Regions from separate parts of the Mus musculus genome. Here region 1 is linked to region 2. A link is a contact called in public HiCAR-type data. All regions are on one chromosome and are shown on one strand. Each heading gives the region's core, a stretch centred on a gene start, on an enhancer-like site or on the middle of the called end of the contact. The rest is flanking DNA. Distances are from core to core; before and after follow the strand shown.

Region 1 (2,700 bases), core at 17-2,516, 130 kb before region 2:
ATCTGTACTCTTCAGTCTCACTCAGTATATTGACTATGGGACCATGCTTGTCATTGCTATGCAGCAATTCAGTGCCTAACTATCCCATACTTTATTCTATATATCACTAATATATATTTGACTTGCCCACTGTACTTTTTAAAAAATATATTGTAAGTATAACATTTCTGGGTAGTCTGATTTTTGTCCTAGTTTTGGACATAAAGACTCATTTGTTCCAATAATGGTATTGATGGTTATCCTTGGTTTCTATTGCTGTGTTAAAACACTACAACCAAAAACAACGTGAGAAGAAACAGATTTATTTCACCCTTTGGCTTATAGTCTGTCTTCCTGAGGAGGTTGGCCAGGAACCTGGAGTCAGCAACTGAAGCAGAGACCAAAGAGGAGTGCTGCTTACTGAGTTGCTTCTCATGGCTTTCTCAACCTGCCTTTTTATAACACTCAAACCCACCAGTGCAAGGGTGGCACCAACCATAGGAGAGGGGCCCTCCCACATCAATCATTGGTCAAGACAAAAGCCAATCTGTTGAGGACATTTTCTCAATTGATGTTCCCTCTTCCCAAGCAACTCTAGTCAGTACCACAATCATAAGGAAGATGCATGTTTTAGTTTAGATGGTCCTGCTACACTGTCTTCTGACCCAATAGAAGGTGCTTTTATGTTGCACCTTCACCATCTCCAGGAATGACTCGATCCTCTGCTTATCTGCTTATCATTGTTGTGTAACTCTCCATCCCAAATAAGCCCCGGCAATGAAAACACAACACAGTTAATATAATTACATGCTGTGCATCTAGATTGGGCAGATCTCTGCTACACTACCATCTTCTACATTTATGAGGCCCCTTAGAACTTGCAGTTTCTCCAGGCCATGTGCTCCCGCTCTGCTTTTCTTCCTCCTCCTCCTCCTCCGCATCTTCTCCCTTGTCCACTTTCTCCTTCTTCTCTTTCCCACCTTCAGCTCCACCTTCCCTTTTATCTGCTCAGTCATCAGCTCTTCTTTATTTTACAAATTAAGGAGGGAAGCAGGTTTACAGGAAATCACCTGAGTGCTGACTCAGTTTTTGTTCACAACCCCTCTCAGGAGAACCGAATTAACATCAAATATAATTAGCCCCAAGGCTATCCAGCAATTGTTCATTAGGACTTTAATCTGCATTTGTTAGAAGTATCTTCATGTGCCTCTGTTACCCTCTTATGCTAAGTGACTGTTCACCTCTCTTTGTTCACTTAGGTTTTCCCCTTAATTGTTCACAGGAACTCATTAGGGAAGCTGACTGTATTGGATATACTACAAATGATATCTCCCAGTCTGTATTGTGAGTTGTCATTATCAGACTGTTGGTCTGGGGCTGTCAGGGATCAAACCCAGAATCTTATGTATGCTAAGCAAGTCCTCTACCACTGGGTTGCATTCCACACCAAATATGGAAGTTTTATACTTTCATGCTGCCTGTCTTACCCCCAAGGATGAGGTTCTTGAGAGCAGGGACTTTGTGCAGTGTGAAGATGAGAATCTGATCATAGTGAAACACATGCCAGGCAAGCACTCCACCACTCAGAAGGCCACAGCCAGCTAAGTAGCTTTGGCTTAAACCAAACACCTTGAGGTTCCCATAATAGAGGGCTACACATAATGATCTCACAGTCTTTGACAAGAAACTACATGGAAGCCTATTGCTATGGAAAAATACCTAAATTATAAGTAGAAAGTAGAATGGTAGAGAGCCGGCAGTAATTCTATGGTGGACGGTACAGGAAAAGCATCAGATCTCTGTAGACTGTGTTGAGATCAGCTACTTAGACTTCACCCTGGAAGGGCTTTTTGGAGAGCAGGGCCCTGAACTTCTCATTTTACACAGCAAAGTGAGTCTGAAGAATGTGAACTAATCCACTGTAATTACAGTAAACCAATGTGAGCGTTATATTAGAGCTTCTTAAATACTATGGGAACTACACCTGCAGTGATTTTCTCCATCAGTCCTAGCGGCAAACACTTTGTCTCGTGGTCTAAATAATACAGTCAGATTTTGATGGTTATTTCCCGGTAACATTTTTTTTTTGTGTGTGTATACATGGTTACCAGTGATTGACAGTAATCACTTAAGTCTGTGAAACGCTCATAGGAAACTTAGAGAAGAGAGAGTGTCATGCTGCTCTGCATCTCTGCCTTACTAATCCTGAGTCTGGAACCACTTGAGAGATGCCCCATGAGGCACACTGAAAGGGAAGAGAATGGCACCTTTGGCCCTGCAGATTATGAACTGGGAAGTGTGACACAGGCCTCCACAACCAGTGTCACTAATATCCTTCCTCCTGCTACCTACTGTTTCTCACAATGAATCTGGAATGACTCCTTGGATGGCAAGCTATGTCTTAAGGGCAGAGTTGTGTTTTAGAAACCCATGTGTCAGCGTTTGGGGACAGAAAGAGCAATCCAGTCTAACCTAACCATCAAACTATGGAAACCAGGCTCATGCTCCTGACTAACTGCCTACACCAAACATAGTAGAACCAAGCTGGGCACTTCTTCTCTTGTCTAGATCTCTCAGGTCCTTAAAGGAAAATGTCTATGTGTGCAGTGTTTCTCTCTGAGTGCTTGGCTGTGACAAGCCATGCCATGCCTTCTCCAAGAGGAGGCAAAACTGAGCAGTAAGGGAAAGCAACCTCTCCTGGAGCTCCTGCTCTTCTCATGT
Region 2 (2,710 bases), core at 170-2,669:
TCGGGTTATCTCTAGCTCTAGAGAGGAGCAGTCCAGGACGAGAAGGCTCTGCTCGAGAAACCTTACACTCTTCAGCAGGTTTATAGAAGAGAAATTAACTGCAACAGTGAGAAACCAGCCATGTGATCTCTCAGGCTGTTACGGAATATTTTTAGGCTGCAATTTTCACATCTTTGAAAGGACACAAGTCTAATACATGCTCTTTATGCTTGCCATGGGGGAGTAGAGGAGCTATGGCTGGCTTGTAAAGTGCTCAGTACATACTGGCCACACAAGAGGTGCTCAACACATCACAACTATGTAATGAATTATTACTTCTCCATTCTAAAAGCTACACAAGACATTGCTTATGTCAGAAATGGAGACTGCTGTATTACATGCTAAATTCTTAGCATGGGGCTTTTTCTTTTTTTACCATTATGTTATATATCCCTTATAGCAAGCTAAAGGGAATATTTAGCTTGCCCTTTGGTTTCTAAAGGCTGGTGTCTGTTGGAAATCATTGAAGGACACATTTAAAACCTGGACCTTACAATCTGGATAATTCTACTGAAAAAAGGAAGGAGCCATAAACAAACATGCATGTTAACGATGTGAATGATGAACTGTTTAGAAGAAATCTTTGACATACACAACTTATTTGAGGATAGATGAACGAGATTATTATTCCTCATCCTCCTCCTCCTCCTTCTTCCTCTTCTTCTTTTTGAGGACAGATATAGGAAAGCTTAGCAGACTCCTAGCTCAGTCAGCTGAGCACAACAGTAAAATATTAATTAGTGACTCCAAGTGGTCGGTTATGGTGAGTCACCTGGTGGTCCTCCTGCCTTTCTACACTCTTGTAAATTTCTTCAGACAATATTGGGGATAGAAGGGGAGAACAAAGTTTTTACTGCGCACAAAGCATTGAAAAGGAACTCAGCAGTTCAAGAATATCAGCTGACCCTGACTTAAGGAGCTCATGGTCTCATTGAGGGAGATACAAATTCTGACTTTTGGCAAAAACCTGAAGGACAATAATGTTCCAAAATAGCTTTTGGAGACTAAGACCTTCAGACCACGATGCAGAGCAGGAGAGTGCTAGCTGAAGGTGAGAACACTGTTTTGTGTATAGAGCCAAATTTGTGTATTTGGTGAGCCATTAGCAAGTCACATGGCCAGCCTTTTCCTGTGTACATCTGCTATATCTGCTCAAATGTGAAGCTTGTGTCAGTAGTTTCACAGCATGTCTTGTGACCCTGTACTTTCTCCATCAGGAGATTAGAAAGAAGCTATCCTTGGGTTCTGAAATATTTTGGTGTCATAAAAAGGGCTTCATTCTCAGGAAGGTTAGGAGCCACTGGTGCAAACAAGAGTGCCCTCAGAGTTCAGAAGAAAGAGCTCTTCAGCTTGCTAGGTTCTGGCAGAGCTTCAAGGCCGAGGTGGAATCTGAGCCCTTAGGGAATGGGTAGAATTTGAATAGGTGGGGAAGAGCTGGAATGCATGCTAATGAGGGAGCACTGGGAACAAAGGTAGGATAGTTTCAGGGATAGGGAGGAGAAAGGTTGAGCTGCAGAAGGAATTGATAGGAGATAGGGTTGGGGGAGTCTACTGGAGCCAGCTCTTGGAGGACCCTGAGTATCAGGCTGAGGAATTTGAACTTCTGGGCCAGTAGGAGAAGCCAGTGAATATTTTGAGAAAGGGACCGATACTGTGAGAGAGCTTTGGGTAGCAAGCTGGCACCATATTCAGGGAATGTTTGGATTGTGAGCTCCAGTATGGTTTCAATCCATCCAGGGTTTGATATGTTGGGAACCTGAGCCAGTGGGACAAGAATACTAACTGTTGGGGGGTGGGGGCTAATTAGCATTGTAAAGGACCTTTCTAGGGAGCCTGCATTTACTTTTTTTTTTTTTTTTTAAACAAGAGGGCTACTATCCTCAGCCTCTTCACAAGCCACTGTCATTGCTCTGTTTCTGTGACTAACAGGTCTTCAAGTTGCCTACCATTTCCTCTTGATTGTGTGTGTTCGTTATATTTTCCTTACTATGATGGGGATGCCTGACACAAGGAGCTGAATCCGGCAGCTAAGGAGGAAGATTGTATTTTGGCTTTTAGTTTTAAAGGTTTCATTTTGTGATCAGCTGGCTGCATGTACCCGAGCCTGAGGTGAAAGAGAGCATCATTGCTGATGGGCATGCACCCCACAGTTAAGTCATTCAGATCACAGTGGTCCAGAGGCAGGTAAAAGGGGCCAGGTGACAAGGCTGGTCTCTCCAGAGCAGACCCCTAGTTTCCTTCTTCATCCATTTAGACCCCATTTCCTACCTTCCACCACTTCCCAGTAATGCTGCAGTATTATAAGACTATCAATGGACTGACTAATGTCTTGATTGGTCAGAGTCCTCAGAATGCAGCCTTTTCCCAGAAGCCTACCAGCTAACATGCAAATACCCAGTCCCTGAGCCAAGTGTATACCACCTTAAGGTGAAGTGTGGTAAACATGGCTTTCTATTCATGATGTTGTACAAGCTGTGCTCCTTTGGAAGAGTTAATATTTTTCTCCCCTTTTGGTAGACAGAGACAATGACTTTAATCCGTGGAAGACGTCAAGTTGTAGGCTCAGTCCAAATACAAAGAGATGCCTCATTTATTTCTAAGTGAGAATTGCCTGGAAGCAAAGCATTGAGTTTATAGCTGTATGTGCTTTTTTGGTAAAGAAAAATCACAT

Evidence for each region. HiCAR-type assays count read pairs that join an accessible place to other places.
Region 1: a contact with region 2 is called in a HiCAR-type map of embryonic stem cells, with 2.4 times the contacts expected there. The contact joins two enhancer-like sites. A contact is called at or near these places in 1 of 484 Hi-C or Micro-C datasets (MC3T3-E1-derived osteoblasts), 2 of 115 datasets of contacts at active chromatin or transcription factors (both in embryonic stem cells) and 1 of 9 other capture datasets (adipose tissue).

Annotation. Positions count from the first base shown.
Region 1 is chr1:14,419,672-14,422,371 of GRCm38.p6, reverse strand. No RefSeq gene overlaps it. Among named protein-coding and RNA genes, the nearest start is that of Eya1, 110 kb to the right of the region's middle. Within about 2 kb of position 1,266, at least 4 of the 459 cell types and tissues checked have an H3K27ac peak or open chromatin away from gene starts, as enhancers often do. A contact at or near this core is called in embryonic stem cells, where this site is marked.
Region 2 is chr1:14,291,205-14,293,914 of GRCm38.p6, reverse strand. All of the region lies in intron 3 of Eya1 (EYA transcriptional coactivator and phosphatase 1), which reads left to right. Among named protein-coding and RNA genes, the nearest start is that of Eya1, 18 kb to the left of the region's middle. Within about 2 kb of position 1,419, at least 31 of the 459 cell types and tissues checked have an H3K27ac peak or open chromatin away from gene starts, as enhancers often do. A contact at or near this core is called in embryonic stem cells, where this site is marked.